Linked DNA regions of Anas platyrhynchos: region 1 is linked to region 2. A link is a contact called in public Hi-C data. All regions are on one chromosome and are shown on one strand. Each heading gives the region's core, a stretch centred on a gene start, on an enhancer-like site or on the middle of the called end of the contact. The rest is flanking DNA. Distances are from core to core; before and after follow the strand shown. Region 1 overlaps IGF2BP3 (insulin like growth factor 2 mRNA binding protein 3). Region 2 overlaps TRA2A (transformer 2 alpha homolog).

Region 1 (7,485 bases), core at 3,730-6,229, 92 kb after region 2:
GCATAGTGGGTCCTGGGCTATTCCTCAGTTTTAGTGGCAAAAGAGCCTTTGCTTCATAGGCTTCTTGGAGGAGATGCAAGTCAAGCGTGCTGAGAGGTGTATGATAGCTGACAGACATGTTGGAAGCAGTAGCTCTGAGAGCATCATGTCTGGGGAAGGTTACTTAGTTTCAGCTTTAAAGTGTTCCCTTTCATAGTGAAGCAGGTGGCTTTAGCTTTTAATGAAAAAATCACACTTCATTCTTAGCTCAGAACATAAATTTAATATGGAAATAGCTTATAAAATGCTGTTTAATTTTTATTCCACTATTGTCTTCTCTATTGTTGAAAATGACATGTGATTTTTGAAGTGATGCAGCTTTGGGCCAGGGTGGGCTGCAGAGTTCAAGTGTAATCAAAATTTGTCATAAATAACTAAAGACATTAGCTCATACTTGTAGTACAGTGCTGTGTAATGCAGCACTGGTGTTGACATGCTGTGGGGACAAAAATTGCTTCTTTGCGACTGATGAGCTCTTCAGTATCCTGGTTGGAATAAACATCTCAAACTGGGTCTTTAAGCCAGGGACTTGCTTTGCTTTTCCTTGTTTTAAAACCCTCAAACCACCTGAGGTCCTGTTCATCTGCTGACTTCAGCTGAGGCAAAATTATCCTTTGGGGCGTCTGCAGCAGAAGGCTTTTTGCTGGTCACACGTGCGGTGACTCTTCTGGCTTGTGCTGATGCAGAACCTCTGAGCTGCAAGACCTCTGTGCTCCCACATGTCTCAGTGAATGCTTAAATGGTCTCAAAAGGATTTTCCCCAGACTCTTCATTTACTCTAATCCCCTGGAACCATCTCTGTTTCGGTTAATATTTAGGGAATTTCAGAGTCAACTTTTTCTTAAGCAGCTTCCAATTGTAGAACCTGAGGAGTGGCAGAAAGACTATTTTAGGGGATCGCAAGGAGTAGGCTAATGCCTAGTTGTAGGAGGAGAGGACAATTAGCAACTTGTCTGTGAAACCTGTTGCCAAGAAAACTTACTGAACCCTGCGCAATAAGGATGGGGAAATTCTGCACTTAGAGGTAGTAAATGCGTTGCTCAGACTTGGCAAGTAGCGCGCTGCCTTTTAAATACCTAGTTTGGAATATTACCTTTGAAATGTCTGCATGCAATTTCAGGTTTAATAGGAGGTGAAGATTAAGATTTGAAATTATACTGATGTAAGCTGTCATTAAGTTTGGGCATACACATTCATTTTATTTTAAAAGCGCCTTTTATATTGTAGTAAAAGTATACAGTAGGTTAATAAACTATCATTTTGAATAGTTAATTTCACAGGGATGTGGGCTCCAAGCCTTTACGTTTTTAGGGGCTGTTCTTTTGTGAGTGCTCGGATGCTGGTTGCAGCAAGAGGAACCTGGCTGCAGTGGCAAGCTGCACAGATGTGTGGCGTGCCTCTCACTTCTGTCAGTGCTTCCTTCTTTCCTTCCTTTCCCAAAAGGGATTTCTCCCTTTTTGTTATGACAGCTAGCCTGAAGAGAATAACTGAGATGAGCAATGGCAATTCTACCATGGAATAAATTGCAAGTTGACTTTTTCACTTCTTGATGTAAACCGGAAACTTTTTCAGCAACCTTTTGGTGATGGACACGAAACGTGAGGATGCAACAGAGCACAACAATATACCTGTGTTCTCTGCTAGCTACTGGTGTAGCCAACTGTTTTCTGCAACATGATTTCTTAGTGGGAAGAAAGTGAAGTGTGAACCACCTGGATTTTAGAGGCGTTACAACAGCGGGTATTTTGATGTTTTCATTGGAATACTCTGACACCCTGATTTTCCTCAAGATTTAAGTATTTCTTGCCCCTTCGTTTTTGATTTGACCAGAACAAAATTATGCCAGATGAGACTGCTTTATTCAGACTTTACCTGTTCTTCCTTGTCTTTCTACCAATGGACAAACGAGCTGTGATTTTTTGAATTGTGAGGATGCTCTTGCTAGTGATTCCCCTGGGACAGAGAATAATACTTATCTGGGGAAAACAAAAGCAGAGTTGTGAACATGCTTGGGATTCTGTTCTGGAAAGATTTTATTCACAGATATTTTATTCTAGATTTGCTCCTTTTTAATTCTTCTTGCCTCTTGTTTTACTCCACACTGTGAACACATGTTTTGGAGGCTTATCTTCGAAGGTTAGGACTCATGGTGCAGTGTGACTTCTCGGAGATGTGGTCTGCGTTTTCACATTCATGAAGTTTCAAGCTTGGATTTACTAACTTGGGAAAGAATACAAGCTCTGCATGCTTGCTTGTCCCGTGATTAAAAAATAAGAAGTTATAGCTTGTCACAGCAGTTGTCTTGAATATTAAATGTTCTGATAAAATTATTATAAATTTTGGTGTAATTACAGACTTCTCTAAATGTATTTTAAAATTGAAATGTCTTTCTTTTTTTCCCCTCTTGATAGGTGCTGGACAGTTTGTTAGCTCAGTATGGAACAGTGGAGAACTGTGAGCAAGGTATACTATCCAATCTGACTGCTTCTAAATTTGTTGTAGGAAGTGAGTGCACGCTGAATTTACCCTTTTCCATTGCCTCTTTCTCTCCAGTGAACACTGACACGGAGACTGCAGTCGTAAATGTAACGTACGGCAATAAGGACCAGGCTAGACAGTAAGTGTCTCGTTTATTTGTTACCGTAGGCTAACTTGCATGTTGGAGTTCACATTGTTTTAAATTTTATATGCATCTTTGCTTCCTATTAATCTACCAACAAAATGATAACGTGAGCAATAATATTTTAAGAAAGCCTTTCTGCCTTGCCCTTGCCAAGTCTTGTGTGATTTATCTTAGTTTGCTGTTTTGTCGTCAACTATTCCTACACTTGGATTGTATGAGAAAATTGAAAATTTAGGTAAACTTAGTTGACTGTGGTGGGCAGAAGATTAGTGATTTGCCAATGGCAGAGGATGGGAATTAATGATTTTTTTTATCTATTTTTAAAAGCTTTGTCCTTTTACAGTGTTGGTTGTTATGTGTTTGTCTCCTGTGTAACAGAGGTTGTATTCTCTTGTTGGTTTCTGTTCTGTTGAGGTTTTACCTCAATAAATGTGTCTTTTTTTTTTTAACTAGAAAATTTAACACTTTTTCCAAGCAGGTCACTATTGGAAAAACTGAAGTATTTATTTGGGCTTTTTAACTTTAGGTAGTCAACTTTGCTTGCTTATATCTTCAGTAGTTGAGGAATTTTGATCTAGATATTGAAACTTAAAAATATAACGTTTTGTTTTCGTAGTCAGCAGTTGTGTATCGTTTCCCTTTTAAATGTTGTCATTATTTGTTATGCTATAGGTTCTATCTTGCTTTTCCACTGCAGGTAGAAACACAGAAGTCTTTTTTTCTTAATTCCTAATCTGGGGACATAAACATATTTTCCTCCTCCTTTATGACCACAGCAGGTTTAAACAAAACCCAACCCAGGGAATAGCCTGCAATGAATTTCTTTTTTTAACTTTGAAATTTCTGCCACCTTGTGGCTAACTAAAACCAGCAGTTAAGATGCGGGCTATGCTTATGGTTTGCATTAATATACAATTACAAATGAAATAAATTTGTACACATAATTAAGTAATTAGGACTTCTGTGCAACTTGAATGCAACACATGTTTCATCTTTCCAAGTGTTAGGTTACTTGTTAGTGTACTCTAAGCAAATGTGATGGGAAACTTGTGTCAACAGTGTGCCTATTATACATAGTGGAGCTGAAGCAAACAGTAGTTTTCTTCAATTCACTATTAAACTTACCTTCTCAAAACCTGAATCATTCAACGTGTTCTTCAGGCTCTTCTTTAATTCTGTTGCACAATAATTAAGAAAGATGTTGAATTTCTCGTTCTGAAGAAGCCTATGGTGCAATGTTAGAAATCCTGCATGTGCTAATTCCCTCTTTGAAAATGTAAGAAGGAAGTACCTAAAATACCATGGAAAGAAGCATGATGCATATTTTTGATCTGTCATCTGTGGTGTGGGTTCTTGGATTTGTGCATTCCATGCTGAAACTGAAGACAACAAAGTACAATTTCTTCCCCCTCAGCCTGTACTTGTTAAATTTTGAGGTTAATACCGAGAAAATGCTGAGATAAGCCAAGCCTGCGAGGAAGCAACTGAGATAAATTTGTTTTTGCATGAGAAATCACATGAACGTAACTGAAGGTATCTTGAGTTCAAAGCAGGTGAACTAGCATCCAGCGCAAGTGTTGGTAAGAGGACCTGAAGCGGCTGAATGATGACACAGTGTCAGCTGCCTTGGGCAGGTAGGGCAAGTAGAAGAGCCTTGATTTGTGTGGTGAATGCCTTGAGAGGGACTTGAGTTTGCCTAAGGACACAAGCCTGTTTTCCATAAGGAAAATGTTAAATGAGGATGGTTGGCTTTAGGGTGAAGGCCTGCAACCACTTAGCAACCCCCAGGAGAAGTGGGTATTTTTTAAGGAAAAACAGTAAGGAATTGTAATGTAGAATCACAACAGGGTATATGCATGCGTGGCTGATCTATAGTAGCTGTGGTGATGTTTCAGTTGGATGTTTTGCTAGATGTGACCTAGCTTTGCTTCTTGGAACTGGTTATGGTGGGCAGCAATGGCTTTGGAAGGGGGGCGGTGCACGAGTGCTGACATCTGATAAAAGTTAGTGTTGGTCAGCCTGTGCAGTGGTGGGAGCAACAAGAACCGACTTTGTGGAAGCTGTTTATAGGCTGCTTGGGATTCAGCAGCTGATAACGAGCTCTGCCTTGTGAGACTTAACTGTTGAGGGCAAACAATGCTATTACCCATTTGTTGCAAGGACTGAGACCGTCCGTTCCCTGTGGTGCTGCATGCAGTGGGCTCCCAGTCCTGAGCATCTCACCAACTTTTTTCAGTGCACTCCCTAACTTCACAGCTAAGTGTTGGCTGACAAACCATGCAGAGCTGGCTGCTTCCCCTCTGGACAGGCTGTACGGCATAGCCCTGCCTGCCGGAGTGTGTGCATGTGGCACTCTGCCGTGATGGTGCTGGAACAGCCTGGAGATGCTCCTGATAAGCAGTTTTATACAAGTGTGGTATGCTTGGCTTGAAGGGTGGTACTGTGTATAAAGCTCTTGGATCCACCCAGCTGGGAAACTGAGCATTCCTCTGTCTTGCAAGCCTAATTGCTGTGGCAGAGGTCTTCCCTCCCCCCCCCCCCCCTTTTCTAGGCTGGTACTGTAATTGCGGCATATACAGTATAGCACCGCATCCAAAATCAACTTTGAGACTAAAATTAGTGAAGAACATTGCAGTTCTTTTAAGCAGTAAGTCTGGGACAGAGCACACAGCACCCAAAATCTGAGATGTGAGGTGCCCAGCTGCTGGTTTCTAGTTGGAATAGAGGTCTGTGGCTTTGACCTGTCACCACACTGTCTCTTTCCTAGCTGAGCAGGTGTGATGCTGGCTGGGCAAGGAAAGCAGGATGGTGCTCCTCATCCTCAAGTGGGCAGACCAGGTGTCTGCAGGAGGCCCAGGAGGTTTGCAAGCACCAAGTCATGCACAGGCCAGGGAGATCCACTCATACTCCTTGAGTAGCAAGGAGAAGACTTGAGACTGCCTGGGGAGCTCTGTGACCCCAAACCTGCCCTCCTGCAAGCAGCTGCAGGGAGGAAGCCTCATCTTCACCAGAAGTTAAGGAGGGTCTTAAAAAGCATGTGCACACTGTGCTTGCACATGCGGTTACTGACTGTTGCAGTGGATTCTGGAATGTTTGGGGGAGAGGAGTGGCAGAGCCCGGTGTGTGCAGTTGAGGCTGAACACACAACCAGTGCCATGTAGGTCTTGGGGCCTGCTCACCAAAGGGGACTCCCTCCTCTCCCCTTGTCGATCCAGGACAGGCTGGCCATGTCCTTGTGGCTGTTGGCTTCATAGTCATGCTGCCTCCTCTTTCCCTCCCCAAAATGTAGCTTGTAGGCATCTTGTACATGCTACAGGATTCAGCTCTTCCCAGGGTTTTGGAAGGTTTTTTGTGCAAAGTTGGCTTCATGCCTGTGGAGGTGGTGCCTATCGTTTGAAGATGGGGCTGGATGTCCATTTTCTCATTTTTTTTTCTAGCTCAGGAGTGAGATATGCCTGTTGGTTGTGTCTCATAAGTGATGGTGTGTTTTAGCTGCTGGCTGCAACGTGAGGAGCTCGGGATCTGTGTTTTCGCAGATACAGGTAGATATATTACTATAAGATGCTAGTGATCACCTTTTAATTAGAATCTATACAAAAACAGGGTTTTTTTTTACCCTTTCAACGAGGCACAAAGCTGTGTGCACACCACACGTATCCTTGACAAATGAATGAGAGTTCACATAACTAATACTTTTATATTCCATCATGGGTCAGGACTAATGTTGCCATAGGAACGATAAGACTGAAAATTTGGTGTGGTATATGATTATAAGCTTAGATTTGTCTTTTGCTTTGTTTTTATTTTCACAAATACTAATGAAAACTATATTTTTACTTAATGTGGAAAAAAAATCTTTATGCTGAGGAAAAATTACCATGTAAATCTGTCTTCTCGGTATGCAAATGTATCTGTTTAGGGAGGAAAAATGAAAGATGGTGTATGTACAAGCTGCATGTGGGAGTGAAATATGTTCTCCATCTAGTGCTTAGTGTGATCACGCTATCAATGGATGAATGATTTCCTGCACAAGACTTGGTGCTTCTACTGTATTCATTTATTTAGGATATTTAACCTCTGCTAGCATCAGAAGGGAGAAGAAGGCTGAGCAAATATCTCCGCATAGGAAGTTTGCAAGAGGACAGCCATGAGGTGTAATTTTGATGGGGGAAAAAACTCAGGTGACTAATTTACAAAATGTTTATTTAAAGATATAAATCTTGCAGAGATCTTCCTCTGAATAGATGTTACCTGAACATAAGGCAGGCTGCTGTACAGTTTCACAGAGCACAGGCAGTGGTTGCGGCAGTCTTTGTTTTATTTCACAGAATATTTTCTGAACTACAGTGAGATTCTTGTCTACCAGCTCTTGCTGGCATATGAAATATAAACATTTTCAGTTTTCCTATAAATATTAAAAAAAAAAAAAAGTAATAGGAGGGGTTACCTCTTAATGAGGAAGCTTATGGAAGTTTTCTCCATCCCTGCCATCATGGAGTCACCCGAAGGCTTTTAGGCCCCATGAAAAAGACTGGGCACCGATAATGGCAGAGGTGACCTGTGAGACCTTTATGACTGTGGTCATGGAGATGCCCAGCTCTGTTTGGGAAGGCAGAGGCCTCATAAAAGCAGTGGCTGTGTTGGTGTGGCTTGGATTCGGGTCTCCAAGGTGGTCAGCCTGTTTGAGGATGTGCTTGATGAAAGGAGCTGAATTTAGCATGGTTTTTGGTAGACTGCCAAAATGGTGGTAGGCAGTGTGGTGGGGATCTCCTGTAGCCTTCACTCAAGCAGATGCCACTGGGGGTGTGAAGAAACCATCCCTT
Region 2 (6,505 bases), core at 1,022-3,521:
ACAAAGTCAGTTTTTCTTCAGAGTTTGCAACCCAAACTAATAGTGTACGTTTATGGGAATCCTGGTTGCTTGCTTGCTTACTGTCATCTTGCAAAAGCCGTGCCAGTCTTTTGAGAATGCTCAGATATTTGGAAGAAAATCCAGGTTGAAATAAAAATAAACTGACAGTTAAAGGCTCATAAGAAGGTATTACTTGTCTTTTCAACCCCAGTGTAATTTGATTTTTTCCTTAAACGTGTTTTGTTTGATCTGGAAAATATATTTCTATCTTTGAGATAGTGTTGGAAAATGTTTTCTTCGTTGTTAAAGCAAGTATGCAACTTCTTTTACCTTTGAAATTTGAATATTCTTAGTGTTCATGTATGCCCAAAGTAGCAGGAGAAGCAAACTGAAATTTGTTTTGAATGCAACATGCTACTCTTAAAAAAAAAAAAAAAAAAAAAAAAAAAAAAGTAAAATCTTAAATTTGAATATAAGGTGTTCTTAATTGAAGGAAAAATCTTAAAAGTAAGTAGGGTCATGAATATGTTTTGACAGTCTTTGTACAACATAAATACTGTGGTATCACTTGTCTGAAGTATGTTTTAAAATAGACTTTTTTTCATACCAAAGCAATCATTAGTTAATGAAGTCCTCTGAAGTACTTTGTTTCAAAGAGTTAAGAATTTTCCATTTGCAAAGGACTGAATGTGAGTGATACCACCAAAATTATTTCTGTATTTATGGTGGTTTACTTTATGTTTTCACTTTATCCGCTGAAATACAAGGCATTTCCTGGTATTTCCAAGACAAACTATCAAGTCTCAATTAATTCATCAGCTACCCTGCTGGTATCCTGCTTTTCTCTGTACTGCTCCCTGCACTGAAGAACTCTTCCTCCTTCCTCTTAAAAGAGGTTCTGGTTCTTTTAACTAAACAAAACAGGTGCCAGGTGTTCTGGAGTTCAGGTGGCTGGTTATCAGCTAAGTTTTTGGCTGCAAGTTGTTGATCAGACATAAAAGTGCCATGAAGCGGAAAGTTCCTTTCCTTCCAAGACTCATTGCGTGTCGCCACTTTTCCAGAAAAATGCTTTTCATCAAGATGCTGATTTTTCAGCCAGCTTTTGAGCAGCATTCAGTTTTATTGATATGTGCATATACGCTCATAACATGAATGCACAGATTTATTTTTAGTTCTTTCATCCTTGTGGAGCAAGATCTTTAAAGACATTTCAAAGCTAGGAAACTAAAGCTAATGGTCATGTTTAATTCACAAAACATATTTCAGGATATGTTGAGAAACTTGACATGCTCTTGGGCTCAGCCTTGCAGTTAGCCAACTCTAGTTGTTAGATTGCTGTGTGGGAGCAGAGCTCACTAGGTGGCGATATAGCATAGATATAAACAGAATTATTAAAGCACAAACTAAGTGCAGATAAATATGATAGTGATAACTCAGTCACTTCCAGTTTGGAGACAGTTTGATCTTGTGGGTGTCAGGTTTTTGTGTTCTCCTCTATAGCTTGTGTTCATTCAGTAGAATCTTTTTTATAGAACCACAAAAAAAAAAAAAAGGTTACATTTCTAAACAGTTGCTAATTTCATTTTTAAAAATTAAAAAAAAAAAAGAAAATGCTCTTCTCTACCATGATTTGAGGCTTGTGCATTGTGCCTCACGGTTAAACTCAAGATTTGTCTTTTTGCTGTTGTTTAACTTGAGATTAAAACAGTATATTTATCACAAAAAAAAAAAAATACCATGTGTTGGATGAACTGGGTTGTAAAGTAGTATTTAGGAGATCCAAGAGTAGTGGTGAGGAAGGATCAAAAAAAATTTGGCTTTGAAAATTTTAATAACTATGAAGTCCAGCATTAATTGTAAAATGTGGTTATTCTTTTATTTTTTAATTGCTATCACCTGAATGTAAATCTCAAAAGTACGCTGTGGTCCTCTGAAAAACTACTTTACTGATTAAGAGTTTGAGAAAGACCACTGTATTGATTGAAAGAGCAAAGAAGCAGGGGCTAGAACACCCAGCGAGCGTGTGCACGAGCTGCGAGCGGGTCTGAAGGCAGAGGCTTCTCAAGCGCAGACCCTCCTGCGTATCGCTTTAGCTGGCTGCTATTGTGAGAGTGAGTGGGGAGGAAGGTTGTAATTAGGTATCCATGTAGGCTGAACCCGCCATTTTACTAAGCTCTGCTGGAGTAGGTCCTTGTAAGGGAGATGGCAGGAGGCTGGGAGAGCATGAAATGGCAGCCGACTAGCAGTAATCCGGCCATATGCACCCTACAGGAAGCCACTGTTTTGCACAGCTTTTGAATCCGCCCATCCCCTCTGGGTCAGGGACGGCGCTAGGAAAGATGCAGTTTTCAGGAAAAGCTGCTTGGACTTTGTTTACCTTTCTGATGGGCTGGTAGGCGAAGTCCCCTACAAAGAAATTGACTGTGTTAGTGGGTAGCCCTGTGCTTTCTTAGAAAGGGATTGCGTGGCACGCTGCTCCCGCGCCCCAGTGCAGCCCTGTAGCACTGCTGGCGGACGGGCCGGGGGACAGAGACCAGCCATTCGCCACAGTGGGGCACTAGTAACCAGGCTAAATAAAACAAGGTCGGGGCTTGTTTCTCTAACAGAAAATAGTGTGTTTTGCACACAGTTTTCCTTAGTGGGTTGTAGGTTTCACGTCCACCGTCCCTTCTCTTTCCTGCAGGCAATGGAGCATGCAAACGGTATGGAGCTGGATGGCAGGAGGATTCGGGTGGATTACTCAATCACCAAGAGAGCACATACACCCACTCCAGGCATCTACATGGGCAGGCCAACACAGTAAGGAGTTTGCTCATTTCCTTCAGTGGGATTAAATTAATTTCAACTGAACGATTGAAGTCTGGTTGAAAAACTGAACTGCAGACTTCTTTTTTTAATTTTAGAGTTACGCCAATTGTATCTTCTCACAAAGGTATTAATATAATTGTGTTACTGTGATTCAGTATATGCTTAATATACTATTAAGTCCTACTGTAGTTTCCTGTATTTTTATTTATTTAAAAGATTGAATATGTTATTAAAAAAAAAAACATCCAGCACAACCAGTTAAGGCACCTTTAGCTTACTTAAATATTAGGCTGTCCATTTGCCTTTGATTTTGATGTGAATTAGCCTGAAAACCTTGATGTTGATTTTATCTGTTTTGTTGTGTTATTTTAAATGTTTTTCTTTGAACGTTTAATCATTAGATTAATTGCTTCATCTTAAGTGTCTCATTTACAAGAACACTGGAAAAAGTTTCTGAATTATTTAATTTGATGAAGAGTAGAATCTGAAGTACTTCCTGCTCTTTTTTTCCCTAATAGCAGTGGAGGAGGTGGTGGTGGCGGAGCAGGTCGTCGCCGTGACTCTTACTATGATAGAGGGTATGACAGAGGTTATGACAGATACGAAGAATATGACTACAGATACAGGTGCATAACTTTAATTTTATCTCTGTAGGAAAAGTGGGTTTGGGGGGAAATTGAGAAGTTAAGTGGCAAAAAAAAAAGTGACTCTTTGTACCAAGATTCGATATATGTGCTTGCTTTGTTCGAGAGTCTTGTTACGATAGTTTGGGTAAGATTAGTTGTCATCTTCAGTGCCTCGGTAATTCAGCTACATACTAAATAATTAAGTGAGAGGTTAATTTTGCTACCTGGAGAAGGTAGAGCATATATTCTGCAAACGTAGTGGACAGACAGGAAGAGGACTTTTTCCATACTGGATATAGAATCAGGAACAGCTGACAAACAGTGCTGTTAAAGAAGAGGTTATTTGTAGATGGGGGTTTTTAATGCTTGACATTTCATAGCTATCTGACTGTTTTGAAAGTTATCTAGTTTCAGAGAATGTTGTACAACAAGAATTGTAGGCATCTGTAAAAGCACTTAGGTGTTTGCAGGGCTAGTGAGAGTTTATTAAATGTTCTGTAGAAATACCCACATAGTTTTAAACCCATCAGATAGAGAAATGTGAAAGCATTTGTTAAACAGCTATAAGCCACAGCCAAATAAAGCTGAACTCTTTCATGCTGGCCAAATCTGTCAGTGCTAAGGAAATGGTTTTGTTCTGTAGAAGAAATGTGAATGAGGCTTCTTTCATTATGATGATGTTTGTTTTCTTTTTTAATTTTCCTTAAAGGAGACGATCACCATCGCCTTACTATAGCCGGTACCGATCACGATCAAGATCCCGTTCCTATAGTCCAAGTAAGTAAATACACAGGAAAAAATAGAATCAGGCCAGCATAAGGCTTGTTACTAGTCTAATAATCGATCAGTGGGAGTTCTGAAAACAAAAAACCTGGGCACTTCCAGTGTTTGTGTTCATGTGTACTGTTTGTTCACAGTAATGATGTCTGTTTTTTTTTTTTCCAGGGCGCTATTGAAGATGAGAGGAGTTACAGTTGAGGACATGATTTTTAAATACAAGGTTCAGATCTTAGCTTCCCTACTGCTTCCCTCCCTCCCTTGTTCTCCATCCAGCTATTTTACAAAACTTTGGTTCATTTAGAGTATACATATCTTCAGTTGAAGTATTCCTGTTTTCCATCCCTTCTTATTGTAATACTCTTAAATATTGTAATTGTTGTAGTTTTTGTGTAGTAAAACATCTTGAGCAAAATGAAATAGAAAACCCAAAGTGTTGATACATTTTGGAAGTCATTCCTATTTTGTTTTTAAACCAATTGGACTCCTAGCTAATTACAAGACAGCAATGATATTTTTAAAGCTTGCATGTCATATGTAATACACTCAGATACTTTAACATAAACCTGCATTTCCAAGTAACTCGTTAATCTTTCTGTTAAAATGTTTACCTATTACTTTGATAAACAAATAACGACTTTGAGCCTTTCCTGTAATGACAAATTTATTTAGATAGTCATGAACCAGAGGATTTCTTTTTTGTCAGGTAGTTGCTTTGAGTGTAGAATATTTGAGCTAGAGCAAAATTTGGTATTTGGCTGACCAGGAAAATAGATCCTTGTACACTGAAAATTAAGACTGTATTTTATAAATAAGTTTTTGGATTGCTACACAGTGGATAACATCTACAGTAAAAAACATATTTTTTTTTTATTGTACTTGGTTGAATATTTCCCCCCAGTCAGTGCAGGAGAAAAATATTTATTGAACATAGCAATTAGTTATATAATTTGCTGTTCATTTAAACAACAACAACAAAAACTTTTTGGTATTGCAATAATGATTTAAGCAAGTTTTGTTTCCAGTCCTTTTTGGAGTTCGAAAGTATGGATGGAAAGACCTGTGACTACATGTAAACCTTTTTTTTTCCCCCCTCAATAAAAGTTAATTCCACTGAAATGCGTCTTCTTGTTTTCTGTCCTACATCTCATGTCACCTTGGAATACAGGTTAAGCAGGACATGATATTGCTGTATGAGTAATAAAGTCAGCATTTATCTGTTTCCTTAGGAGCTTTGTCTTCCCTGGGAATTGGCATGCAGTTATATGAGATGGCTAAGCAGAGTGGGTAGTCCAGATTTTTCTTGGACTATCTTTGGCACTTGCTGGAGTCATGGTGAGATGGTTTAAGGAGAAGAAACACTGTTGACTTTGTTTAGATTTCTGGCAAGATTTGCCCTCAGAAATAACTCACCATGTGGCTGGTTGAATGTTGATGTTGGCACAGCAAAAGGAATAAGACTACCAAGCTCTCACAGCAAAAATAATTTCATCCTGACTGTCAAGGAATGCCACCAAAAGTGTTCGTCATAATTTTAACAGAGTAAGCATATGAAACAATTTTGTTAACTATTTCTGAATGCCAATGCTGGGAACTATTCAGAAGTAATTACAAGAAACAAACACGTACCCAACTCTTCTAAAGGTTTGATACAACATGCCAGGAGAAACTGGTGACAAAACAAGTTCTGTCTTACTGATTCTTGCTCATATTACTCGTCTACATTTTATCCATTATTTGTGATTGAATGCTCGTAGTAAAATGAAAACAATCTGAAACACTGAGGTTCAACAAATAACCCATGGGCTCTGGTTTACAGGTATTTATTGATGAACCAGGTAGTTTCATAAAAGCTAAGAAAATCGTCCTCAGTAAACCAAATTGCCAAAGAGAAAATGTATTTCTTTAATTTCAAAATAACAGGGAGACAGGGAGTACTGTGCAGAAATAGTGAGGCAACATGAAGCAAATGCACAGGGAGATGGCCGCAGGGCTGGTTGGGGGAGGCACGTTCAAGCTCAGGGTTTTTGTGATAATTGGGGGATGGAGAGACAGAGCTGGCTGCAGCGTGCCAGGTTACAGTGTTTCTGGTCTCTGACCAAAGGGTTGAGATGTTCAACTAGCTGGGCAGCAGTCCGTCAGTTCTGCTGGCTGGAAGCTCAAGCCAGATACAGGAGCATCTGAAAACTTAAGTTTGAAGATGGCTTTTTCCAACAGTTAGACTTAACCTAACGAATCTGTTTGTCTATACAAAGCTGTAAGTGGAAACAGCATTTTATTTTGTGGTACGTGTT

The links. Hi-C and Micro-C count contacts between places; a contact is called where the count stands out from the background.
Region 1: a Hi-C map of F5 follicle shows a contact between it and region 2, with 2.2 times the contacts expected there. The contact joins two enhancer-like sites. A contact is called at or near these places in 3 of 8 Hi-C or Micro-C datasets (F5 follicle, liver and subcutaneous adipose tissue).

The regions. Positions count from the first base shown.
Region 1 is chr2:126,033,377-126,040,861 of IASCAAS_PekinDuck_T2T, forward strand. IGF2BP3 (insulin like growth factor 2 mRNA binding protein 3) reads left to right here. Exons shown (of 16, transcript XM_038174133.2): 5 at 2,451-2,502; 6 at 2,593-2,656. Among named protein-coding and RNA genes, the nearest start is that of MALSU1, 49 kb to the right of the region's middle. Within about 2 kb of position 4,980, at least 1 of the 8 cell types and tissues checked has an H3K27ac peak or open chromatin away from gene starts, as enhancers often do.
Region 2 is chr2:125,944,575-125,951,079 of IASCAAS_PekinDuck_T2T, forward strand. It overlaps TRA2A (transformer 2 alpha homolog), which reads left to right. Exons shown (of 8, transcript XM_038175710.2): 5 at 2,684-2,799; 6 at 3,327-3,434; 7 at 4,144-4,211; 8 at 4,380-5,330. The coding sequence ends at 4,390. Among named protein-coding and RNA genes, the nearest start is that of IGF2BP3, 22 kb to the right of the region's middle. Within about 2 kb of position 2,272, at least 3 of the 8 cell types and tissues checked have an H3K27ac peak or open chromatin away from gene starts, as enhancers often do.